Regions from separate parts of the Mus musculus genome. Here all the other regions are linked to region 4. The links are chromatin contacts, called in public Hi-C and HiChIP or PLAC-seq maps. All regions are on one chromosome and are shown on one strand. Each heading gives the region's core, a stretch centred on a gene start, on an enhancer-like site or on the middle of the called end of the contact. The rest is flanking DNA. Distances are from core to core; before and after follow the strand shown. Region 1 has its middle 220 kb from the start of Gm20125. Region 2 holds the start of Nhsl1 (NHS-like 1). Region 3 holds the start of Hebp2 (heme binding protein 2). Region 4 holds the start of Txlnb (taxilin beta).

Region 1 (6,550 bases), core at 3,489-5,988, 920 kb after region 4:
TGGGAAGGGAAAGAACATTGGTGGGAATTCCAAGGAGTGGCTTTGAGTACTTTGAGCCTTTCTGTTTGTTTTTTATTTTTGGTTCGGTTTGGTTTTTTTTTTTTTTTTTTTTTTTTTTTTGCTTTCTTGTGACTTTGAGAAGCCATTATTATGAATAGTCATTCTTCGTACATGTGAAAAGATACACTTGCTTTTACTGGCTGCTGCAAAGGATGGTGTTAAAAATCACAGGAAGCCCTGTGATGACCAGTCTTTAGTAAAAGCAATACTGGGACATGTACATAAGCACAGGGCTGATTAGGAACTTTCCATTCCAGATTATAGTCCTAGAGGACAGGCCAGCAAATGTATCCATATATATCACAGGATTATATACTGCCAAGTCATGGCTTGATCAGACATGCCCACATTAAAGTATTCAGTAAAACAAAGCAGAAGTGTATTATATACCACTTTTTTTCTTTTCTTTTTTCATTTATTTCTTTACTCATTCACTCACTTTACCTCCTGATTGCAGCTACTCTCTCTTCTCAGTCCTACTCTTATAAGTCCCATGCCACCCCATGACCAGTCCCCTCAGAGAAGGGGAAATCCCCCTTGGGTACCACTCCATTCTGGCACATCCAGTCTCAGCATGACTAAGCACATTCCTCTCCCAGTGGGCCCAAGCAGGCAGTTTCCCTGGGGAAGGTGATCCAATGGCAGGCAACAGAGTCAAAGACAGCTCCACATGAAAACCAACTTGTAGATCTGATACAAATTTGTAGAGGGCCTAGGGCCAGCCCCTTTATGCTCTTTGGTTGGTGGTTCAGTCTCTGTGAGTCCCCATGGTTAGGTGACTCTGTAGGACTCCTTGTGGTATCCTTGACCACTCCAGTTTGCTCAGTTCCATCCCCCACTCTTCCATAAGATGCCCTCAGCTCCACCTGATATTTGGCCTGTCTTATAAAATTTTAAAAAAAAGAAAAGAAGATTAATAAGAAAGGGATTCATTCATTCAAGTATGATACTGTTTTGCTAGTTTAATTTTAAGCTCGACTCTGTCCATCTAAAAGAATGTACTAATTTCACCAGTCTATAGAATGCTGAGTGTGGGTCACATTGTTCTGCCAAGTCAATCAGAAGGATCAGAAGGTAAAGTTCTTGATCTGGCATCCTAGTTAGTTCTGGTGCTGATAATAGGATGTAGGAAAGAAAGCCTTGATGAAGTGAACTGAGTGGGGAGAAAGCACAGTATCAGCCTAGCCCCACAGCAGGGCTTCTGAATATGAGAAGTGGGAGTAGAGACCAGGGATGCCAGGCATTCCTCTTCATGTCTAATAATGTTAAGATTACATTTGAAGGCTAAAGGGTGCCAACTCTGCTTGTAGAATCTGGTAAACATGTAGTCAACTCAAAAAGAAATTAATGTAACTAAGTAGTTTACTCAGGGATTTGATTTTTAATAAACTATTGAATGGTTTTTAAATTTTTTTATTGATTTATAGAGATTTAGAAAAATACTATAGAGGCTTCTCATGCAACCTTAATCCAGTTTTCTCCCAAGGAGTTTGGTCTCACATAAATATAGTACAATGCACAGTGCAACAAGCTAGCATCTTACTAAGCACATGTGCTTCTGTGTCATTTTATCCCATGTGCAGTTCTGTGCAAGAACTACTTCAATCATGAAAAGCAGGTATTTCACAACTACAAAAATATCTTTCATGCCATATTTTCATAGTTATTTTATTCCCTCTTTTCCCTCCAAGTAGCCTCAATAGTTGGCAACCTTTGATCTCTGTTCCATTTCTAGAACTCTGTCTTTCTTATTTTGTTAGATTAATTAAATATATAGTATGTAACCTTTTTGATTGGGTTGTTCAGTCAATTAATTGGATTTTGTCCTCAGCATAATGTCCTGAGATCTATGTGAACGTTGAACCGGTCAATAATTAATTGCATTATTGTTGTTGAATACTATGCCATGGTTCTGAATGTATAATATCTAGTTTAAATATTCAGCTATTAAACAGTGTCTTTACTATTAATATTTCTTTCTATTTTAATTTTATGGCACAGGTTCTTGCCATCTGTTCCAGAATTCCTTCCTGGTACTTGCTTTGTAGTCCTGGCTGGCTTTGAACTCACGGTAAGGCTTCCTAGGTGCTAGGATTACAGGCAGTATTTAGCTATTAAAAATGAAGTTATATTCATGTACTATGATGGAGTTCAAGATTTTATTTCTTGGGGTCAAAGTAATGCATAAGGATGTCCTTGTTACATTGTATGGATCTTGTACATTTTGTTTTCTGTGAAACTATTTGTTTTCCAGGATGGCTCTATTATCATTCTTTATATCATTTCATTTCTGATTAGCGAAGAACAAGGGATTCTATTTTGTTTACATTTGGCCTGCGTTTGTTCTAAAAGATTTAAGCATTTTAGCCATTTTGATGAATATGTTTATCATCACAATATTGCTGTAGTGAGTTTGGCTAATTGCTAGAGATGGGGAACGTGGTTATATATGTGTTCATTCATTCTTGTGCGGCCTTGGATGAACTAGGTCTTTAGGGTTTTACTCATTGTCTAATTACATTTTTATTTTAATATCAGATTTTGAGTTTTTTATTCAAGTCAGGTGAGTTATTTGTCAGATGTGAGACCTGGAAATATTTTCACATTGTGTATTCTCTTTTACACCCACTTGATAGGTAGGGTCTTTTGAAAGACAAAGATTTGAATTAAGGTGACAAATTTTGGAGGCAAATACTTTTAATTTTGATTTAAAAAGTTTTTTGATCATACTTTTATGTTAAATAACTAGTTTGATACCAAAATCAGCTCAAAATGGGTTCTAAAATAAAATGTAAAATGTTATAATTTATATATCACAGAAAGACTTTCTATGTAAAGCTTATTTGTTTCTCTTATTTCCTTGATTTGATAACACAGGAATGCAAGAAAATATAGGCTGTACAAGTGTCATCCAAAATTCTGAAATAGGAAATAGTCTATAATTCAAAACAATTAAAAACCATCTTGATAGCACAATGGAAATTTCTAGGCAATGCTTTATATGATAAGGGGTAGTCAGAAGTTAAGCATAAAAAATTGCAAGACATCATCTTTACTCTGGATGTATGGGTCATAAAAATGCTAGCATTGTGTTTATAATTGCTGTCTATCTTTAATATATCTTATTATATATAAATGGAAGTGTTCTAAATGCCATGAGGACTTTTGACTTCCAACCATTTTATAAAGGCATATCCAACCTATATTCATTGTCATTGGAAATAACTTACATGGACAAATTGTCATTTAAGAATAACTAATTAGCATAGATTTCTTTCACAAGGTTAATTTGGAATCTTGATTATATGTTGTAATCCTCGAATAGTTAGGATATTTAAGCTTAATTGATTACTCGTGTAGGATAAAGAGTTATAGTATTGATGGCAGTGGTCCCAGGCATTTTTCATTATAAAGACACAAACCTTGTCAGTCATAATGTTTGTAGGATATAAGATGATTTTAACTTTTCTACTAAGAGGAGAAACTATGGAAAAACTACTTTTTTGAGGTATAAATTGTTTATTGGAGATACTGGTGAACAATGTGCTCAGTGCAGTTTAGGGAAAGGTGTGGGTCTTTTCTGTCTGTCTGTCTTCCTTTCTTTTCTTTTCTTTTTTGCTTCTTTTTTAAACCACAGAAGCCTTTCTATAGAGGAGGCAGAATAATCTGCTGTAATATGTTCAAGGCCAAACTGAAAGGAAGGAAGTAGCTTTTCCTTCCTCTTTAAGCTGTATTTATAACTTCTATTTTTTTTTTTTTAAATTTGGCTATCTGGTATGGAAATTTTAAAAACTTGAGCTCCACAGAAATAAAAATGTCCTGGATGGGTCATTGATGATAAGAATACTAGTTCATCTCCTCACAGCAAACACTAGAATTTTAATTGGGCCACTTCTTTTTGCAAACATAATTAATAAAGGTGTTGGAGGAATATTGATCTGGAAATTAATTCTTAGACTCTCCTTTAATGGACAGTGCTTAATCCAAAAGCACTATAACTTTTATAAGCAAGGTATCATACATTTTGGTGGTTTTTGAAAAGTAATTGTAGACTAACAATTTTCAAAATTGGGATTAAACAAAATAGATATAATTAAACACTAAACGAAAATTACGGCTGACAGAAGACTGGAGTTAATTGCAATCATTGGGGGCCAGAATTACGTTCTTCTGGTTAGAATATTGACAGAATTTCTCAATAAATCATTCAGAAAACTAAGGGGAAGCAGGAGTATAGATGAGCTGTTGCCAGGCTAATCATGAAGATCATGTATATTGTAAAGACTGGGATACTATAGTTGGATGGTCACATTGGACAGGGGTGGGAGACTGGGATACTATAGTTGGATGGTCATATTGGTCACATTGGACCTGGGGTGAGAGAGGCAGAGGATTGTTTATTACTCCTGACATTTTAGTGGAAATTGAAACATATTTTTAAGAGCAAGCATCCCTTGGGTCAATGGTAACAGGTATCACGGAATTTATTAAATCTCAGTAGAATTGTTTCCATCATTTCTTTGCAAAGAATTTGTTAGATGTAACATTTTCCAGAAGTACTGGGAAAATGTACTCTTTGTGCCAAAAATAAGAGTGAAATTGACTTGAAGCAGAAAGTCCCCATCCCAGCTGAGGAAATGCAAAAAGTAAACAAAGGGTATAAATAGCAGAAGAATGCAAGTCTGTGGTTAGCAATGACGTCTGGATGTCCAGTTTAACATTCTGCATTCTATTCCCAACCCTAGTTACAAACTGAATGAAATTTTAGCGATGCAAATATCCCCACATTTGGATTCTTTTTTAGTTATGTGAACTTTCCATGGGTATTTCATCCTGAATATTTTCAGCTTTGAATCATTGAAATGATGTGTTTGTCAAAAGTAGCCCAAGTTGTCTTTCACTTTGCCATTAGGAATAAGGTTGCATGCTCAACTTCAGCATCCTTAACAACTTTCCTGTGAGTTTTATTTCCCAATCCTGAATCATGATGATGCCACTGTCAATTTCAACTGGAAAAGTCTTTTTTGGGAATGTGTAAGCATTTCTGTTGCGTCCTTTGTGTTTGTTCTTAGTCTGTAGCCTTCAGGATGACTTATTTTCAAATACAACAGATCAAAACCCAATGGGAATGAAAGTTTACAAGGTTTCCCTGGAAATATTTCTGATAGGAAGTATTCACAGAGTTCAGTCATTTTGTACTTTCTTGTATTTAAAAGACTTTTTTAAAAAATTGAAGATAATATCAATAGTCAATAATATAATATTTTGAAAATGTGATTAACTGTGTATGTATATTTTAAATAGAGTAATTTTGAATATCTTAAAGGACCACCATATAATGACATAGGCAGATAATTTTGTGATTAAAAGTCCCTTGAAACATAAAGTTGTCGCTTTTCATAATCTAGATTTGAAACTGCAATGACATTAGCTCTGTACATATGTGTAGTTTCAAACAGTTCATGAAAAGACTTAGGCTACACTGGTTTCACAGCAAGATGAAGCTAGGAGGTGTTAAATGTTTCAGTCTCACACTGAGCCATTATCTGCTTTTTGGCCACATGTCTCCTACAAAGAATACATTGAAAGAACAGGCATTTCAACTAAAATTCCTTGAATTAATATATTTTTTTACAACTATACTACATTTTCTCTATCCTTTTCTGAATCTATTGTACTTTATAGTTAATGCTCTTAATAAAGTAAATAAATATCATTGTTCTGACTGAACATAGAAATTATCTTGATTGTATGTATGAATTTTATATATGAGAATCCAAACTCTTGAGATCATCATATCTTTGTATAATAAACTGCAACCTACAAGTGGAGCTATAAAAGCAGGTACTGGTTTTATAAGCAATCAAGCCATTCTTTAGAACTCTATTGGGTGTCCTTCCTTTCTGAAGCAATCTGACAATTTCTTAGAAAATTTGATTGCAAAATACATGTAATTGCATATTGATTTTATAAGTTATATACAATAGCTTTTACATGATAGATCAACAAAAGCTGCTTTGTGCTTCAGAATATCTTTTGAACTTCCTTGGTCAGTCTATCTATCTATCTATCTATCTATCTATCTATCTATCTATCTATCTATCTATCACCTACATATGTGTCTATATATAATCTACCTAGTTACATTATTATCAATTAAATATATTATCTATCTATTCAAAATTACCTTTATGTTTGCTCAAATTAAAATTGCTAGAGTTGTAGCCAGATGTGATGCTTCAGGAATGTATTCCCAGAACTTTGGAAATATAATCAGGATTATGAGGGGAAAAAAGCGGAAAAGAAAAAACAGCCTTGACTGAAAACCAATTCTGAGGCCAAAATTAGCTACATGAAAATGTATCACGAAATACAAACATACATACAAGCATACACACAAACAAACAAAAATCGCTGATGTAAAGACTTATGCAGCATCAGTTTACTGGATGGAAATTACATAGACCTCCTTGCCCTTAGTTTTTATTTA
Region 2 (6,258 bases), core at 2,733-5,232, 610 kb before region 4:
TTCATATATATATATGAAATTCATATATACATATATATGAATTCATATATACATATATATATGGAAAGGAGAGATATTCATTTGAGTTCAGAAAGCCCTAAAGTCCCAGGACAGTGTCAGATCCCCTGCAGCGATAGTTACAGGCAGCTGTGAGCCACCTGACCTAGGTCATGGGAATGGAATTCAGGTTCTCTGCAAGAGCAGTAGGGATTCTTAACCTCTGAGCCCTTCCTTCAGCCACACTTCAGGCAACTTTTTAAAGGTCATGTGGTAGAAAGATACCTACTGGTCACTTCTAATCTCACAAATAGAGTCTTCCGAGAAATCTTAAGCTATTATTTTATCTTAGTTTCTGGAGTGTAAGTAACAAAGTCAAAGGCTATGGCTTTTTGCTTGCAGTGATGCATATCTTCAAAAGTAGCCATGCAAAGCCAAGCATGGTGACGCATGTCTTTAATCCTAACACTCAGGAGGCAAAGGCAGATTTCTGTGAGTTCGAGGCCATGCTGGTCTACATAATGAGTTCCAGGACAGCCAGGGCTATGTAGAGATACTCTGTCTCAAGAAATAGGTAAATAAGTACCCACCCACCCCCACCCCCAAAGTAACCATGTAAAAGCTTGTATTGTGGCGTTACTGAGCAGCCTAGAGATACAAGTAAAGGGGCCTGCTACTTTGCAAAATGAATGGATGTGTTATTCAACTTCCTATCCACCAAGGATCCAGTGAGTTGGCTAGGCTTCTTAAGAAGTGTTACCTGGTAACAATGGGCAACAGTTACAGCCAGTTTATCCTTGAAGCAGCTGGGAACTAGCATAAAGAAGGACCTGCAGAGCCAGGCTCCCCAGTCCCTACAGGGCACAAGCAAGGTTTATGTTCCTAGTGACCACTGGCCCATCTCCATCCGTCAGGGCTGAAGGCACAGAGGGAAGAGGAAAGGACAACAGCTTTTCAAAAACATCTATCAATCAAAAGCCTATTCATGTTCTGAGAGTTAGAGATGGAAGTCACCGCACACTCCCATCATACCAGTAAGTCTTAGGTGCTTTTTCATCTGTGACCCTATCTTAGTGGTCACCCACCGCAGTGGCTGCTAATTCAAGTAGTACAGATTCAGCTTCTTTGCTATTCATCAGAATAAAAACCCAAACCTTGCATGATTTTCCTTAAAGATGGTTCCTCTTTTGATCTACTAGCATAAACAAATGTCACATCTACATTTCTCCAGAGGAAAGGCTTATGATGAATAAAGACCAACTGTTAGAGCATGCCCCTAGGACAGTCTGTCAAGGATGAGAGCCAACTTGTCTTCTGTAAGCTAAACATGGAAACAATGCAATTCTGTGATTTGTAATGTACAGGCAGCTTTTTACGGATTTCCCCTAACTCCATATGTCAAAATGATAATATTTACTCTGGGGCAATTATTTCTAAGAACCTATAAATGTACATGCTGTAGTAAGCCCCCATTTAGATACAGGAGGCTACAGTGCCCTATTACATGAAGGGATAAAAGGCACGTATTGTAAATAAACAAGTCCTGCCTTCCTTTAGAACTTGCCCTTGCCCTCCACAATGACTTCTTTATTTTCTACAAGTCAAGTATACACTACTTGCTTCACTTTCCAACTAAACCTAAGGCATACAAATTCAGTCTCTCCCTTTAATGTTAACTTACATGAACCATGGACAGTGAAAGTCCTAAAGAAAGCCACATGGTCACACGTAGACACTCTCCAACAGAAACCTGATAGCACTTGGTTTGAAGCAAAGTACGTTCTGAGAAGCAACTTCTGGCAAAGGCTAAAGGGAGTCAAGAGTGTACCCCCTTGTAACCACAGCACCATGGTGTCCACCCTACAGACTTGTCTGGTTCAAACATAACCAAAACCACAGCTTATTCCTGATTTAGAAAAGTAGTTCCCAGATGTGAACTACCCAGCTTCATCCAGAAAGCAAATGCCTGTTTTGATACTGGTAATTACACAGTGTGAACTCAAAGCCAGGTTTCAAAGCTCAGCATGAGTAGACCACTGGTAACCAACCAACTCCTTGATACAATAGCTGGCATCTTTAAAAAATATTAACCAGCCCTTCCTCTGCCAGTTCAACAGACAAACACAATCCAGTTAACATCCATTGTCCTTGTAAAAGAGCTGTGTTTTAATCCTCAGAGTGCACAGAGTGACCGTGTACCCAGAGCATGCAGGTTAGTTAATTCTTACATTTCTGCAGTTTGGGTTCCCAAAAGAGAGGGAAGAAAGAATAGGTCCCTGAGATGTTCTAGCAAGGTTTCCCTTGGCAAAGGGAGAACACAGTAAACAAGTCAGTCCTGAACAGTGTCTGGCCTAGGCTCCTTTGTAACACACAGGAGTGCTTCCCTGCTGAACTCTGGACAACATCCAATGAAGAAACCATTTCAGAGCTAAACAGTTCAGTCCCTACACCAGACATCCTAATAGGCAGACGTTAGAAAGTCTATATAGAAAATAGGGAGTGTTATAAAAGCCTAGGATGTGCCCATGTCCTCCAGCAGGACTATAGTCTTCCTCACCTTCCAGGGGGTCTAACATGCTAATCCTGAGAACAGACACCAGCGCTGGTCTGACAAGGAACTTGACAGAAATCCAAAACTCTTTTGGCCAAGGTAAACCCCTTGTGTCCATTTTCCTCCGTGTCACACTCAACACCTGTCTAAGTCACACATTCACCAAACCCATTCATCTTCTCAGAAGAACGCCGCAAAAAGACACAAACCCTCAAGCTTTGTCAGAGCACTTACTGGAAAGAGCTCATGACTTGGCCCAGACCAGATGATTCCATCTGGGGTGACAGCGTCTTACTGACTTATCCAAGTCACAGGCGAGCATGGACTGGGGAAGAGGGGAGAGCACCTGCGGCAAACAACAGCTATTTAACCTTCTGGGAAGGCTACACGGTCTCAAGCTGGATCTTGGCGGAGCAGTTTTTATTTCAGACGTGTAAACAAATGAATGGTACTTAGCTCCAGCACAAAAAAAAACAAATAAGGAACTCCTGATGGAGCAGGAGAGGACGTGACAGGAAAGCACCGGCAGGAACAAAGAATTCTATAGAGCAAACTTTTAAAAAGATGTTTAAATTAAGAATAAAATCAAGTCACCTTTTCTGGGCTGGGTCCTGTATATCCAGTTCTCATCATCGGCTTCCACCTGGTGCCCACAAACGGACAGCTCTCCATCACTGCGGAACAGCCTCTTTGTCTGCCTGGACAGGGAGGAGAAATTTATCCAACTCACAGCACGTGAGAGGGAGCCTGGGCTTGCCTTGATTCCGAAGGAACCTGAGGAGCCGTCCTTTTTCATCTTCTTTCACATCAAAATCCTCTAGAGACAAAGGGCAGCCCAACAAACAAAATGCTGGCTTTTTAGAATTGGCCGGGATCCTTGAAAGGGGCCTGCCCCTTCCCTCTTAACGCTGAGAGTCGGGCAGGCTTTGTGCTTCTGCGTGCCCGATTAAAAGGAAAATGAAGGATTAAAGATAAATTTTTTAAGAAAATGGTTTACTCTAGACACATTGTAGCACCAATTTCTGGCGGGAGGTCCTCAGGCAAAAATAAAAATAATAATAAATAGAAGTACAAGCTTTAGAAAAATAAACAGTACAGTCATTTCAGACACACTTGCCAAGACTTTGTGAAGAAGAGCCAAGGTACCCCGACTCTTGGCTGCATGGCTAGCATCCCTAAAGGTAATCCTACGCCTCTCCAGGGCATCTTTCCCTCTTAAGGCAGACAGCCAGGCTTCCGGAGCTAACTCCTCACCCTGCAGAAAAAGATCCAGCGTCAAGCAGGCCCCTAGTTTAAAGTTCACCCACACAGGTTACTCAGGAGAAATCAAAGGGTTCGGCTCTGTTGTCCCGGCCCAGGGAAGAATCATAAACCGCCCACTTGCCCTCCTTCCCGTCTGGGAAGCGCTCCTAGCCGCAGGACTCCACAAACAATAAAACAGGCTGCGTGGCTATCGCTTGGATTACAGAGTAAGCACTCCTGCGAAAGATGATAGGCTTGCCCGACACTGAAGGCACCTCATTGGAGACAGAGAGCCCCGCCCCTCCACAGACCGTACTTCAGTGGTAGCTCAAACTTCTGAACTCCTGCAAAGCAATGGAAAAGCAAGCCTGTGCAGAACGTAGACGTCTCTCTGCAGATCACAAAAAAGATTTTGATTGCTGACTACTGGACCCACTTCTGAAAAAGGGTGATCACCAGAAGCGCTTTTAATGTGGTTTCTAGTCCCGAATTCCGGGGGTGGGGGTGGGGACACGGGTTAAGGAATGCCGCGATTAAGGATAAGGTAAGCAGTTTCACTTCACTTCCTGCTTTCAGCAAAGGTGAAACGCAGCCATGTGTGCACCTGTTTCTGCCTCCCCTTCTGCAGCCAGCAGGCAGAATATGGGGAGGTAGAGGCAGGAGGAACTCCTAGATCAAGGGCAGCCTTGTCTACAAGGTGAGTTCCAGGAGAGCCAGGGCTAGCTACACAGGGAAACCCTGTTCCAGAGAACAAACAGTTCTAAAGGCAAACTTTGTGTCTCAAGTCTACCCTGACTCTCTGAGACGGAATGACGGAGTTCTTCAAGCATGCCAGGGCTGGGGCGTTCGCTGAAGAAGTTCCAGAGCAAAGTGTCCCCAAGACAGTAGACTCTCATGCTACACAAGAAGACACTGGGACTGAAGAGGCAACTGAGAAAACAGCCGTCAGCACTAATGAGGCCAGAAAAGCTAAAGGGTTCTCAAGAGACCATGATGCCTAAATGCCTCAGGTTACAGACAGATGAACTCAAGCCCACACATACCCCATGCCAGAGCAGTGGTCAGGGATGGGAAGCAGACAGCACGGGGTCTGAAGTTCTCGGCTACTGGGTGTGCTGGTCCTACCTACCTCAGCTCTTAATTTTCAGTGATGTGTCTACACTGACCATTATTACAAGTGCAGAGACGATAGAGCTGCCAGGCCCAGTGGTGCACACCCATCTTCCTGATATTGAAGAGGTAAATGCAGAGAACTGACTTCCACTCTATGTAGAGCAGCCAGCCTGGGCTAGGTGACATCCAGTCTCAAGAAAACAAGAAGTAAAAAGAATTAAAAATATAAAAATGAGGAGTTTTTAAGAGCACCTCAGAAAAAATGTGAACGAGCCTTCTACTTAGCAAGACAGAGCTCCTGCCCTCTAAGAGTGCATGGGCACCAAACAACGTGCACAAGTCTCTCTAACCTGCTGTCCACACCTTCCTTATAGCTGCACTGTAATTCACATTTATAATTTAAAGGTATCTAAGCTTCATAATGAACCCCTTGCTGTGCCTGATACACCTTGATACACCTGAGACAGCTGAATCCTCTTGGCCTGGGTGCACAGTCTCAGTGCACCCAGTCCAGTACCCAGTACTGGACTCAGTACTCCTCACATGGCCCCAGCCTTGCACACATCTGGCAGAACCTAACGGAGGAGCAAGGAGAAAACTCACTATGAGCAACCAAGAGAAATAACTGGCTTATCAGAGCCAAGACTCAAGACTGTCCCTTAAAGTTGTTTACATTTATACAGAAGCTGAAATTATTTGCCAAAAAAACAATTTTACCCTAAATGTAGGCATGCTAACAAACTGGATTTCACTCTTTTTTTAAAAAAAAAAAATATTTATTTTATGTGAGTATACTGTAGCTGTAGAAGAGTGCGCATCAGATCCTGTTACAGATGGTTGTGAGCTACCATGCAGTTGCTGGGAATTGAACTCAGGACCTCTGGAAGAGCAATCAGTCAGTGCTCTTAACTGCTGAACTATCTCTCCAGCCCACAAACTGGATTTCTAAAAACTGTTCCTACAAACCACAAAACAGAATTGATTAACCAATCCTCCATGTACTGCCTAATCTATGGCTTAGGTCAGTGGTTTTCAATCTGTGGGTCTTAACCTCCTTGGGGTCACATATCAGATATACTGCATATCAGATATTTACATTATGATTCATAATAGTAGCAAAATAAGTTATAAAGCAGCAATGAAATCATTTTATGGTTGGAGGTCACCACGACACGAGGAAATGCATTAAAGGGTCGTGGTATTAGGAAGGTTGAGAATCACTGGCTTAGATGATTGAATATTTGCTAATACAAAGAAAATCACAAACATTAATTTGTTAATTAATTGGATCAAAGTTGCTACTGGCCAACAGCAAATACAATGGTTCTCGTCCGCCCCGGAGGTCACAGCTTTCT
Region 3 (7,161 bases), core at 3,446-5,945, 750 kb before region 4:
TTTGGATGTGAAAGGCAGCCTGTTTGGGTTGAACAAGGCTTGCTCTGGAGACCCAGTAGAAAACTCTACAAGGGACGGAACAGTGAGCCACGTTCCCAGAGACAGGTGCCTGACACCACAGAGCCCCCAACTCCATAATCTGTGACTATCAGTCACACAGAAAAAGCCCCAAGCTCCTGGCATTCTGGCTAGACTCCACGCCCACAGTTACCTGACTATAGCCAGGTATGCTCCGCCCCACAGTTACCAGGCAACAACAAGGTAGCTCAGCCCACTATAAAAGGAGCTGCTTGCCCACACCCCCAACCCCCACTTTCTATTAAGCCTAACTCTCATCTCTAGCTCTCCTTCTCTCCCTACCTTCCCCCTTCTCTCCACACGGCCATGGCCTGTCTCCCTCTTTTACCCTCTCTCTTTCTCCCTGCCTTTCTACAATAAAGCTCTAAAACCATAGACTGTCTGCTCATCAAGGCCCACCGTGCTTGAATGATGGGATAGGCTTTCCCCTAAAGAGCCATTTCTAACCTCCCTCTGGGAAGGACTTCCTGTGCTCCAGCCAAGGACCGACCAAGGACTCTTCCCAAGTGGGAACCAACCAGCGCCCCTTCTCCCCCTGCCTCCTCCCTTCAGCCCGAATCTGGCTCAGCTGCCCACAGGGCCCCCACTTTGTACTCAGCTCTTCTGCAGTGTCCAGCAGCGCCTGGGATGCCCGAGACTGAGAACCTGTTATACCTCGGACTGCCCCCTGTCCATACCCCTCGGACTGGGTCCTGGGTCCGTAGCTTCCCACAGCCGGACACCCACTCGTGGTCGAGTGAAAAGCATGCATCAGTCCTCCCTTGTCCGCCTGCCCAGAGCACCGAAACTCTGACAGGACGAGGGTTTTCTCCCACTCCCTTGATTTCCCCACGTCTGATGCCCTACATGGCCTAATGCTGCTTGTGTTATAATGTTAATTTTCTCCCCCAAAACTGCTCACATGTGTCTGCATGAAAGCCGCTGGCCCCAGTTGGCTCCGATATGTAAATAAAGATGCCAGCAGGTAGTGGTTGGGTAGGAAGACCGAGGATTCCCAGGATTCCCGGGAATGGGAGAGGGAGGGGAGGAAGAAGAGAGGGGGCGTGGGACGTACCAGCCTTGTAAGAATTGGCTCTAGTGGCTCTTTCTCCGATTGGGTCTGGAGTAGCAGAAATGAAATAAAGATTTTTAAGAATGTTAACTCCGGAATGCTGGAGGGGAGTGTTTGCTAGTCGGGGAAAGGGTTAGTAGCCTTATTTGAGCTAGCCAAGGCATAACAGAATTAACTTGCATGCGTACGTACCAGCATGTGTGTGTGTGTGTGTGTGTGTGTGTGTGTGTGTGTGTGTGTGTGTGCGCGCGCGCGCGTGCGCGTCTTTCATTTGCAACTCCAGAGGGCTCTGGCGGGTGGCTGAAGGAGGGAACCACTGGGGACCAAAACAGTTTAACTAATTCACGGCTACACTTCCCAATTTTGGAAGCCAATTTAAACCATAGATCGAATCTGATAACAAACAGGCAATTAAACGGGCATGGTGGAGCATGCCTTTAATCCCAGCACTCGGGAGGCAGAAGCAGGTGGATTTCTGAGTTCGAGGCCAGCGTTGTCTACAAAGTGAGTTCCAGGACAGCCAGGGCTATGCAGAGAAATCCTGTCTCGAAAACACAAAACAAACAAACAAAAAAATTATGTCGAAACTCATTATTGAGTTTTTCACTAAATAATTCAAGCTTAACTGCATAATAATAGATTTAAAATAGAACTAGAACTCTGGCTTATGGCCAGAGCTCTTTCCACAGTTGTTTAGTCAGGGAAGGGCAAAGAAGGAAAGTAGCTTAAATTACCAGGTCCAAAAAATGGGTTAATTTCCAGCGGTGAGCTAGAACAGAGGACTGGTCCATGCCATAGCACAGATCGAGCTTGAAAATGCTAGTTCTCTCAGTAAGTGAAAGAAGCCAGTCTATATAATCATACCGATGATTATGTAATCATACACTATCTGATTCTATTGATTCAAAATGCTCAGTGAGGCAAATCTACAGATGTAGAAAGTAACTCAGTGGATGGCAGGGATGAGGAAGAGGACAGGGTCACAGATGAGAGGGACCGTTCAACTTCATAGGATCTCTTTTTTTCAGTGATAGAATATTCTGGGATTTGATAGTGGTGCTGGGTTTACAACTGAGTGAATTTGTTAAACATCGCTGAATTAAACACTGTAAAACAGTGAATTCCAAGAATAGAAATCACATCTACAAAGCAAGTTGTATATACACAAAATACTTACAGGAAAACTGGAGAGGATGCAGGTAAATAGAGTATCAAATGGTTCAAGAACAACTTAGCAGTTCACAAGAACCTGTATACAATTTGTATCCTCTCCCTCTCCCCCCCCCCTCCTTCCTCCACCCTTCCCTACACAAAAGCTGACAATAGTCCAAGTTGAAACAATACAAATCATCATACATTGATAAACAAACTGCTTATAAAAATCCTTATTTGACCATTAAAAAATGTGTATGACATGCATGAACCCTGAAGATACTTTAAGCAAAGGCAGTTAGTCACACAGAGCATCCCACAGTGTGGTTCTTCTATATGAAGTGTCTGAGCGCTAGGCGTGGACTCAGTAAATCTGGGACACTTTTACACCATCCTGGCTCTTTGACATTTTCTAGAGATGACCCGTGGTCAATCAGCAGGATGGGAGGTGCAGGGTGGGTAGGCCCCTCTGCTTTATTTTGTTTTTGGTTTCCAATCAAACCACAAAGATAAGTTCAAGTTACTAGTTTCTTGGAGCATGGCTCTAGGAGTTGGGTGTGCCCCAGTTTGCTTTCTGATGCTGCCATAAAACACTATCCAAAAGTGACTCGGGGAAGAAAGTGTTTATTTGGCTTACATTTCCATACCACAGTCTATCACTGAGTGATATCAGCAAACTGTGGGCAAGAACTGAAGCAGAGACCACGCAGGGAAGAGTGCTGCCTGTTCCCAGACTCACCTTCAGCTACCTTTCTTTTTGCTTTTCTTTCAAGACAGGGTCTCTCTACACCACCCTAGCTGTCTTGGAACTCACTGTAAAGACCAGGCTGGCCTCCAACTCACAGAGATCTGGCTAACCGTCTCCCCAGTGTGGTGCTGGCATTAAGAGCATCTATGCCACCATGCCCAGCCCCAGCTACACTTCCCAGAACCAGTTGTTCCAGGTGGCACCACCCACAGTTTGCTGGGCCCGTCCACATTAATCATTCATCAGAGAGAATGCCCCATTGACTTGCCTACAAACCAATCTGTTGAAGGCAGGTGTGTTCTCTGTTGAAGTTTCCTCTTCACGTATGACCCGGATTTATGCCAAACTGACAAAAAAAAAAAAAAAAAAAAAAAAAAAGCAAACAAAACAGAACTAACTAGCACAGGGGCTTAGAACATGCTAAAGGCTGAGGGGGGAGATCATTAAAAGATGGGCTAGCATTGTAATTGCTGCAAAACTCCATAAATATAATTGAAAGCCATTAAGTAGTTCACTTTACTATTATTACTGATTCTCTGTTTTTGAGGCATTCGGATATAGCTAAGAGGGGGTGGGGGTGGGGCAAGTGGCTTCAATTTTTGTGTGTAGTCAAGGGTCACTTAGAATTTCTGGGTTTCCTGCTTCCAAACTCACAGTTCTAGGATTACAGGGGTACACCACAATGCCTGGTTTATTAAATAGTAGAGGTATGTTAAAACATATACATGTAATTAAAAATAAAACTGAAAAAAATTCCAGCATGGGGGAGGGATGTCTCTGGAGTACTCCTGAGAATTCTTTATCAGTAACGGGTTGCTGGGACCTAGAGACTCATTTCTTTTTAGGAGTGTGAGCATGGGTTTTCAGTGCCTCAGTGATAGACTCCAGCCTAAGTGCATGTGAGTTGAACTAGCTGAATCCAGTGAGCTAAATAAATACTCAAAGAATTTTGGAAGGAAGATGTGATGGGGTGGAGGTGGGGTGGAGAGTGGGGTTTCAGGAGTTGAGGGGAGAGAGGGGCAGGTGGATATGATCAAGATAAATTGTATATCGGTATAACATTTTAAAAGAAAAAAGAGATGAATTATATATAAATTTATTTCAATAAATCTTTTGGAAAAAGTATGAAGCCTAGCCAAAATATCTAAAGAGCACTAGTGTGTGCTCTGGCCCGTCCTCCAGGGCTGACTGGAGGACTCAGATGGTTTCAGTAGCCCAAGACACAACACACACACACACACACACACACACACACACACACACACACACACACACACACATTGCTCTCCCCAAAGATGCTGGGTCTCCATTGACTTTCCACATTGAGCAAACCTGAAAACTGTGGGCCCTGGCTGCCCTTCTAGTATAAATCAGTCTGCGGATCCCAATTTGGACTCCAGGATCTAAGGGCAGCAGGAGTCAGAGTCCTGAGTGCTAGCTGCTAGAGGTCTTGGAGCTCCGCTGCGAAGTCTTGGGGCAGGCGATTTTCTTTTGTGAGGGTGGGGAGGAAGCTGATTTTGCAGAGGCGCTGGCAGCGTTTTCAATGTAGGGAGAGGCTCCCTGAATGGGTGCCCGGACTGGTTCCACAGAAACCGAGCTAGGAGCTGCTCAGTCCTCCGCCCACCACTGCCCACAATCCAGTTCTGCAAAACATCAGCTAGGTGGGAGGGACTCTGCAGAGGACCTAGATGACCCAGGGCCAGCCGGCCGATCCTGATCAGTCTGATCAGCTAGCTGATCCTGACCTTATCCCTGCAGAGGGGTGTGGCCAGGGCTGGCGCAAGCCTGAGGTTGGTCGCGACGCCGCCTTGTGGCTCAGACCGAGAATGTCCTACGGACCCGCAGTAAGGGCTGCAGGGCCGAGCGTGCGCCGGTGGGGAGGGGACTCAGAACAGGGTGGCCGGTGAACACAAACAGGGCGCGCCCCTCCCAAGCTGCCCTTACTCATGGCAGAGGAGCCGGAGCCAGACCTCGGGGTGGCCGAGGGCTCAGAGGATCAGGCCTTGGAGATGCCGAGCTGGAAAGCTCCGGAGGACATAGACCCCCAGGTAGGCGTCTTCCAGGGCCCGCAAAGATTCATCTGGGCTACTTTACCGTGATATGAAGAGTCCCCTAGAGTTAAGTTAAAATATATATATATATATATATATATATATATATACTATTTTAGATCTGCGCGAACCAGGAGATGCGTTGTTTAGCTGACCCCAGGAGAGAGTCATACATCCACTTCCTGTCCGCGGAGCGGGTGGGGTAGGGAGAAACTGGTTACTACTACACAGACCCAGCGCTTCGATTTAAGAAAAGCTTGTAATCTGTCCTTAGGGCAGTATCTGCTCTCCAACCCGTAGGGAAACCTCAGGAGAGTCCATGCTTGTCCTAAAGAACGGGAACCTCAGGCTAGACCTTGGGGGGAGAGGGTTGCAGCTCTCCTGTATTGGGGACTCTCACCTCCTGACGTTCATGAGTTGCTGCTTGTTCATGAGTTCATGAGTTACTTCTCTTAAGTTTTCTCTGTACCATTTTAGCCAGGAAGTTATGAGATCCGGCACTACGGACCGGCTAAGTGGGTCAGCACTTGCGTGGAGTCCCTGGACTGGGATTCAGCCATCCAGACTGGTTTCACAAAATTGAATGGCTACATTCAAGGCAAAAATGAGAAAGGTAAAAGTAGCCTCCGAGATGCTGCGATTACTGAGTTTTAGTCTCCTGAAGAATTCTGTTTTGTAATAGACGAATAACCAGATGACTGAAACTCTAATGTTTTTATTCACGATTGGCTTCAAGAACTTTAGTGTAGCTACAGTAGAGTGTTGCTGGGTTCTGCTTGTCAAGGTCTATACTTTCCTCATTTTTTTTTTTTTTTCCTAGATGAAATGGGACTCTACCTAGGGAGAAGTCCTTTCCTGTGCCAAATGCCTCTAATAGTGATATCAAGGGACAGGAAAATGCAAGGGCATGAGCCTCAAGTTGTGTGTGTGTGTGTGTGTAATTTTGCAAGTCTCTTCGCCTTAGGACCACAATTTCTGAGATATAGAGAAAAATAATTGGCCCATGTTTTCTGTGATTTCTTCTTTATGTTTAAAAATATAGAATTTATTAACCCAAGAAAACACTACAGAAAATTGTTTAATGTAGAGTAATGTGTCATTCTACCACTACCCCTTTATAAAAGAAAAACAAAAACAAAAAGATGAGACATATCAAGGGTACATATTTATAGTGGTAATGTAAAGGAAATCAAGAAACATCAGCCATAATATGCTAAAATTGCTTTCATTTTTTCCATGACGTAGAGATGAAAATCAAGCTGACAGCCCCCGTGACAAGCTACGTGGAGCCCGGCTCAAGTCCTTTCAGTGAGTCTACCATTACGATTTCCCTGTACATCCCCTCTGAGCAGCAACCCGATCCACCCAGGCCTTCAGAGTCAGATGTCTTCATTGAAGACAGAGCTGAAATGACGGTGTTCGTGCGGTAAGTGGTAGATAATTCACAGCCATGCTGCCTGCCGGCCTGCTGGCTGCTGGTTTTACCTGTGTGCATTCACCAGTCCACAAGCATCTCACCCTTCCATAAGAACCGTCTACTAGATTTCAGGATGTTTTCCTGCTGTCTTGGTTTTAAAATGTCACTGAAGTCTATTGCAAGATAGAATCCATTTATTGAGAAGTCTATTATATATCTTCCACATATAAAACATAGCACAAATTGTATCACTTGAAACATAGGACTATCCTTTCCTACAAAATAGATAGATCTGAACAATAATGCCTTCAAAAAACAGCATATGGTGTCTGTCCTAGTCTGTTTGGGCAGGCACAACGAATACTATAGACTCTGTGGCTTACCACAAACACAAGTTTGCTTTTTGTAGTTCTTTCTAGAAGCTAGGTTCAAGGTCAAGGCACTTACAGTTTTAGTGACTGGCTAGGGGCCATTTCCTGATTCATATAAGCACATTTGACCCTCTTTTGTAAGGGTGATAATTCCTTTCTTAAGGGCTCAGTCCCCCCCAGGATCTAACCACCCTCCAGAGGCTCTTTAAACTATCCCATTTGTGATTAGGAGTTTGATATGAATTTGAGAGAGACAGGCATTCAGTCCACAGCATTCTGTTCCTAACTGAAGA
Region 4 (6,502 bases), core at 2,512-5,011:
GAGCCAAGTTGACTGGCATCATGTGAAAAACCTTCACTTTAGTAATACGAAAAGGGATGGGCTAGAGAAAAACACAGCAATAGAAAATTTAGGAAATTACAAAAGGAGGATATGAAATTAATCCAAATATATTTATATGGCGGATAGGTTATTTCTCTGCCAGTGAAAGAAACCAATTCGAGCCAGATTAGAGTATATTAGAGGCAGGTTTATCGGGAGTCTGCTCTCAGGTGAGTTCGCAGGCTGGGGGCTGGGGAGGAAGGAGAGAGCGAGAGTGAGAGCGAGAGCAAGAGCAAGAGCGAGAGCGAGAGTGTGCAAGAGAGAATGTCTGCATTGTATAAGGAAATGCCGGGGTGAGAGTGGCGGGGGCGGGGAGGGCATCCCAGCCCTTGAACAGGGTTGGGGACAGGGTATGTCAGATAGAGACATTAGAACATAATACTTGCCTAATCCTTTTAAGATTTTCTTTTCCAGCTTTTGCTCTTTATTGCTGACAGGCTCTTTGGCTGCGGCTGGCTCTTCAGGAGCAGTGGGTTCTCTGTCTATCTCTTCAGTGGTTTCTTCATAGTCAACATCCTCATTGTCTGGTGCCTCTGTGTTTGGGGGCTGCTCCTTAGTTTCAGAGGTGCTCTCCTTCCCTCGGGGACTGGCAGCAGACCCATACGTGCTTATGATGTCTTCCAGTTGCCTGCTCAACTCTTCCGCGACATCATGGGCTCCCTTCTCGGGATGCAGGCTTCCCTCTTGCTCTGGCGCTTGGCCTGAGGTTGAGCACCGCTCGCCATCTTGCTTTCCCGGGCCGTTTTGATTGAGTGATGAGCTGTCCCCTGGGGGAGTTGGGTGCTCCACTGAGAGCTGATCAGGATGATTAATCTCCATATGGGAGTGGGGTCTGGTGGGAAGCACAGTCATGGTTCACCTAACGATTTCACTTACATATTAATGATAAGGATATCTCTCAGAGAGGCGCCACCTAATTTTGGGATCCGCCACAGAATAAATGAACTTCCACATACCATCGACACTAAAACTCAGGTCGTATTACTGTCCTATCTTGAGTGTAATCTTCACATTTTAGCACTACCCCTTTTTGTTGAAATTGTTTGAGTTAATTTATGGTATTGTTTTTATGAATATATTTGTCAATTTGTGTTAGGATTTTCAGGTATAGACCTCACAGTCCTTAAAAGTGCTTGCACATAGACATTTTCATGCAAAGTTTAATTTTTATTTAACTTTTAATTTAATATTTAATACAGGAACCATTCTGATTACTAAAAATAATTCGTAACAGTTACATCCATAAGCTATTTTTCAATCTTTAGGTAAAAAGTTTAACTTGTGTATTTTACTACATTATTAGGTAAAATTGCTTTTCTAGTGTTTTCTCCCTGATAATAAGCAACATGCAATTATCAATCAGAAAAAAAAGGGTTTTTGAACTTCAGATTAATGTTTTTTAATTAAAACAGGGAATGAGAAATGTATAAATAAGTCAGTAATATGAATGAATGATGATGATCCTTAGAAATATATTTTCATATGTATATATGTGTATGAGTATTTTCACACATATGTGTATGTGTGTGTGTGTGTGTGTGTACATGCAGAGGCCAGAGAAGGATGTCTGGTGTCACATCCATCTTCTACCTTTAAAACAAGAGCCTCTCACTGAACCTGGCACTAGGATGGCAGTCAGCAAGCCCCAGTTATCCTCCTGCCTCTGTCCCTAACAGCACTGTAATTGCATGCTCATTTGACTGCATCCAAGTTTCCACATGGTTGTCAGGATCAGAACTCTAATCCTTACGCTTGTATAGCAAGCAGTTTTGCTCACTGAGCCATCTCGCCAGCCCACATATAATACTAACTCCTTAAATTTCTATAACATTCTTTTACTCTAGAAACTGACTTCATCTTTGAAGTAAAAAGATGATAATTTTCTAACTTAAAAAGTTCTAGGAAAATGTAAGAATTTTAAGACATAGCAATGTATATCTTAAGCTAGAAAAATAATTCAAATGCAATATGGACTCAAACCAGGCATGCTGGGGCATGTCTACTTCTTATTTGTAAAAGGAAGGCAAGTCAGGCGTTCAAGGTCATTGTCAGCTACACAGAGTCCCTAGCCTGCCTCTGCTATATAATCCTGTCTCCCAGCAGCAACAACATCAACAACAACACCCACATAATAGTAGAGCCTCTGGGAAATATGGAACAACACAGCACATTGCATTAGAGACTCCGGGCTTTGCTCCTACCATGCTGAGGGGCGGAGAGATTTGGCTTAGGGTTTAACTTCTGGTGCGTTTTGTTTACAAATAGAACGCAATAGTTATGCTGCTAACTAATAGCATAAAACTATGGCAGCGTTCCCTAGCTTCACGGGTCGTGCGGTTGTGTTGGCATGTCAGTGGAAACAAAAACATGCTGTGTTATCAACTGCATAGCTTCCTTGGCTCATTTTTAGGGCAAGTGTCAAGCACTTGAATGTAGTAGGTGTTGAACACTTGACTGCCAACCCGAGAGTGGAAGACACAGTGTGGAGACAGTCCCCACCCACCTGTGGCTCCCCCAGGACTTAGGAGGAAGGTCATTCCTTTTAATTCAATCACTTGGTTATCACACAATGTGGCTGCGTCTCCACCACTGCAATCGAGAGCCTGACCTCCGCTCGCCATGCTCTCTGCTATATATAACTCCTGCCTCCCCCAAGCACACAGAGAGACACGTGTCACCTGCTGCCCTGCCAGAAGTTATTTTAAGTTCTTCTAAAATGAGTTCTGACATTTAGCCCTTCATCCCTAAAGTCAAGAGAATAGGCTCTCAGTCAGACTAAAAATTGTGACCATTTACTGGTTTGAATCCATATGTGAACTTTTAAGTGTAGGGGAGATTATCATTGGGTGAGATCTGAAGTCAATCAAAGTTCAAAGCAGTTATTTCAAACAGTCCACGGGCATTTTACTGTGGTTAGGCTACATGAAAATGTTCACGTGATCTATTCAAGCTTAGGTCTATGGATATTCTTTAAATTCCTGTTCCACATTAGTTGATGTGTGTGTGTGTGTGTGTGTGTGTGTGTGTGTGTGTGTGTGTGTCAGTCTCAGCACCTCAAATGCTCCACTGATGTGCAGTATCTCCAAACTCCAACCTTCTTTTAAAACAGTAACCTATTTTGTTTAGAGGACAATTTACTTCTTTAAGACACCTCAGAACAAACTAACAAGAAGGAAAACCAAATATAAACAAAGTCAAAGAACCTTAAAATCGTCCTTTTTGTAGCAAAGTTTCTTCTCACAAAGAAACTCTAAAATCTGTCTTTTACAAACTTTATTGGCTCTGTGCCCCTCCGGGAAGGAGGAATGTTTCCCCTGTGCTAGCTGTGGCTGCTCACACACGCACACGCACCATCCCTTCCTGATCCACCCGCTGTCTTGTGAAGTTGAACAATGGAAAGCCCTTCTACCATTTGCTGGCGTCTGTAACTTTTGAACACTACAGACTACAGGCTACAGGCTGCCCCTCAGGGCTTGGGGAAGTGTTTGTCATACTTACCAGAAGGAAGGGAGCTAAGCAGGAAGAGAAAAGAGAGGAAAGAGGTGGTAGAGTCAGAGGAGGAGCAGCAGCAGCAGCAGCAGCAGCAGCAGGAACAGGCAGCAGGGCTGAGTTCTTACAAGGAGGGAGAAACTGCACACACACACACACACACACACACACACACACACACACACACACACACGCCCACAAAAGGAGGGGGCGGGGAAGGAAACACCCGTGACGCAGCAAGAAAGAAGTCTGCCTGTGCTTCAGTAGGTGTCGCCAGGGGAGTATCCTTTGAAAGAAAAGCAGCTGGTGAATTGTGAGACTCTCCATGTTTAGCCCTCTTTAAAATTCAAACCCAGATGAATGGCCTCCTGGTGCGGTTTTCTGACATTGTTGTTATTTTGGAACACATCAGGAGTGTTTTTATTTCTTGGTTTATCTCCGTGGGGTTTATGATTCAACCCTGGATTAGTTAGTATCAGGTTTCTTTTAGGAACCACCAAAGATGCGGTGTGGCACAGCACAGGAGAAGTGGCAGAGACACTAATTCTGAGGACACTGCTTTCTTGTGGTTGTTACTATTGTTTTTGCAAAGTTTGAAATGCACATTTAGGTGGCTTTTGGAACTGTGGTTTAGGTAGTCTTTGCATGTGTGCTGTGTCCAGAGCTGACATCTCATCAGCTTGTTCATCCTAAAAATGCCTTCCTAGGGCCTAGAGGCAGAGGTAGGTGGCTCTCTGTGACTTCAAGGCCAGCCTGGTCAATATGGTGACTTCCAGGACAGTCAGAGGAACGGCTTAATATCCTGTGTAAAAGAAACAAGGATTAGCTTGTTAGCTTCCTCCTAACTCATAGCCATTCATGGGTGCCTTAAGCTTTCTGGGGAATGTATTTCCATGTTTTACCAAAACAGATTTAGTCTTGGCACAGCATCTCTGAGAATTTAGTCACCCCAAAGACATCCAGCCCTTGAATCTGGCACTTTACGTGTAGAGGGGACTTGCAGATGTGGTCAAGGATTGTGGGGTGGAGAGTCATCTAGAATGATCTGAGGGTGACCACTAATCACAGAGTCCTTATAAATGAGGCAAGCAGGCTGAGAATCAGATCAGATCTGTCGATCTAAGTGGGGTGTGTCATGGAGTAAGGTCCTGCGTCGAGGAGCATAAGAAGCCTTAGAAGCTGGGAAGGCAACAAAACACTCTTCTCTCAAGCCTCCAGAGGGATGCAGCCACACCAACAGCTTCACCTCAGACCCCATGGAACTCATTTTGGACTTTGACCTCCAGCACTGTAAAGGAGTAAGTTCACGTTTTTTAAAAAGCCTCTACCTCAGTGTCAGATTGTTAAAGGGAATGAAACGGAAGCTAACGTGCACCCCACTCCCAAGTGCTTCCCTACTTCCTGAGCTCGGGGTGCTGTAAGTCACAATCACAGAAAGGGCTGAAAAGGGGTGCAGGAAAGGCATGATGGGAAGAAGCAGCCTGAGAAGGAGAAACTCTGACAGAGACACTGCAGTGACTGTTAATCCTGGGATTTGCCAGAGAAAAAACCCCAAGTCCACCAGCTCCGGGCAAATTAAAGCTAGCTTTATTAAATATTAAATACTGACCACCAAATCCTCGACTTTAATCAGGACCATTCCCTGGAGTTTCTCAGCTGGAATGGCCTTGAGCCTGTGTAGCAGGGATTTATAAGGATGACCTATAGGCCATCATAGTTTCCTATGAGGCTTTGTTATTTTCTGAGAACTACAACTCCCAGCATTCCCGGAAGTTACCTGGTCCTTGGGCAACTGGGGTTTACAGGTTAATTTCGGGCCTTTCATGGCAAACACAATGAAACTGGTGAAAGAAAATAATATTCTCTCCTTAATCCTCACATCGTGAATATTCGGTTAACACCACAAATCAGAAGACAGCACATCCTGGATTGGAGCAATCAACTCAATCAGATCTCCAAGTGCAGATCAGTTCTAAACAATTTTAAATAAGGTACTGTTAGGGTACATTTTGTGAAGGTATGTTTCTGTGTCATCAATTGTTTAACGGGTACCTGCAGAGAGCTAAGTACTCGTCGCATCTTGGTATTGTTGTTTCCGTGGCCCATCGCCAGCCTCATATTTTTGCAAACATTCATCCTTCCTTCCTTGCCTATTGGATGTAATAAAAAACTGATGGCCAATAGCTGAGCAGGGACTAGGAGGCGGCACTTCCAGGCAGAGATAGGAACTTCGGGAGAAGCAATCAAATGCAGGAGGTTCATCAGGGATCACAGAAGGGATGATTCAGGCCGGAGCAGAGAGGTAGACCTGGCCATGTGACAAGATGTAGGCCAGAATTAGTCAGCTAGAGTCGTTGGGAGACTGCCAAGCTGAGGCATTAAAATATTATTGACTCCATGTCATTATTTATACAGCTGGGGGTGGGGTCCATGAAAAGTCCCACTTTGAGGTGCAGGCCCTTTTAACAAAATAGTTTCCATTGAAACTAATGGAAGAGGAAATCTAATGACAGGACTGTCTTATTATGTTATTGTGTGTATATATACATACAATATGTACTAACATGAAAACAGGCATAGCTTTCTTATACCTGTCCCTTTCTTTTCTCCCTGCCACTCCATAGGGTTTCTCTGTAAGTTTCAAAGTGAGTGCCCACTTTTTAGACAAGACTAGCCTGCAACTCAGAGAGACCTGCCTGCCTCTGCCTCTCAAGTGCTGGGATTAAAGGCGTGTGCCACCACCACCTGGCTAACCTTTCTTAGAGTTATTATAAAATATACATTTTCATATATGTATCACTTTAAAATTCCACAAAACTGAATCACAGAATGACCCAACTCTCTCTAAAGATATTTGCATAGGAGTTGTGTGTTGCTAAACACCATTAATGCTAGTTCCCTAGGGTTTTTGTTGCTGTTGTTGTAAACATCCTATGATATTTTAAATGTCAGG

What was found. A called contact is a pair of places that touch in the nucleus more often than the background predicts. HiChIP or PLAC-seq counts read pairs in DNA pulled down with a chosen protein or histone mark.
Region 1: a Hi-C map of bone marrow-derived macrophages shows a contact between it and region 4, with 11 read pairs. The contact joins the enhancer-like site here to the promoter of Txlnb in region 4. A contact is called at or near these places in 3 of 39 promoter capture datasets (hippocampal neurons, liver and pre-B cells) and 1 of 484 Hi-C or Micro-C datasets (bone marrow-derived macrophages).
Region 2: a contact with region 4 is called in an H3K27ac HiChIP or PLAC-seq map of embryonic stem cells, with 5 times the contacts expected there. The contact joins the promoter of Nhsl1 here to the promoter of Txlnb in region 4. A contact is called at or near these places in 1 of 39 promoter capture datasets (the C10 cell line) and 1 of 115 datasets of contacts at active chromatin or transcription factors (embryonic stem cells).
Region 3: a contact with region 4 is called in an H3K27ac HiChIP or PLAC-seq map of embryonic stem cells, with 4 times the contacts expected there. The contact joins the promoter of Hebp2 here to the promoter of Txlnb in region 4. A contact is called at or near these places in 6 of 39 promoter capture datasets (the C10 cell line, cranial neural crest, liver and 3 more) and 1 of 115 datasets of contacts at active chromatin or transcription factors (embryonic stem cells).

Annotation. Positions count from the first base shown.
Region 1 is chr10:16,872,504-16,879,053 of GRCm38.p6, reverse strand. No RefSeq gene overlaps it. Among named protein-coding and RNA genes, the nearest start is that of Gm20125, 220 kb to the left of the region's middle. Within about 2 kb of position 4,738, at least 22 of the 459 cell types and tissues checked have an H3K27ac peak or open chromatin away from gene starts, as enhancers often do. A contact at or near this core is called in bone marrow-derived macrophages, where this site is marked.
Region 2 is chr10:18,405,399-18,411,656 of GRCm38.p6, reverse strand. It overlaps Nhsl1 (NHS-like 1), which reads right to left and starts at 3,982. Exons shown (of 7, transcript NM_173390.3): 1 at 3,143-3,982. The coding sequence starts at 3,344.
Region 3 is chr10:18,543,610-18,550,770 of GRCm38.p6, reverse strand. It overlaps Hebp2 (heme binding protein 2), which reads left to right and starts at 4,695. Exons shown (of 4, transcript NM_019487.3): 1 at 4,695-5,077; 2 at 5,558-5,693; 3 at 6,326-6,506. The coding sequence starts at 4,976.
Region 4 is chr10:17,793,478-17,799,979 of GRCm38.p6, reverse strand. Txlnb (taxilin beta) reads right to left here and starts at 3,761. Exons shown (of 10, transcript NM_138628.3): 1 at 3,559-3,761; 2 at 447-892. The coding sequence starts at 879. Gm20655 (a long non-coding RNA gene) reads left to right here. Exons shown (of 5, transcript XR_871470.3): 2 at 1-6,502.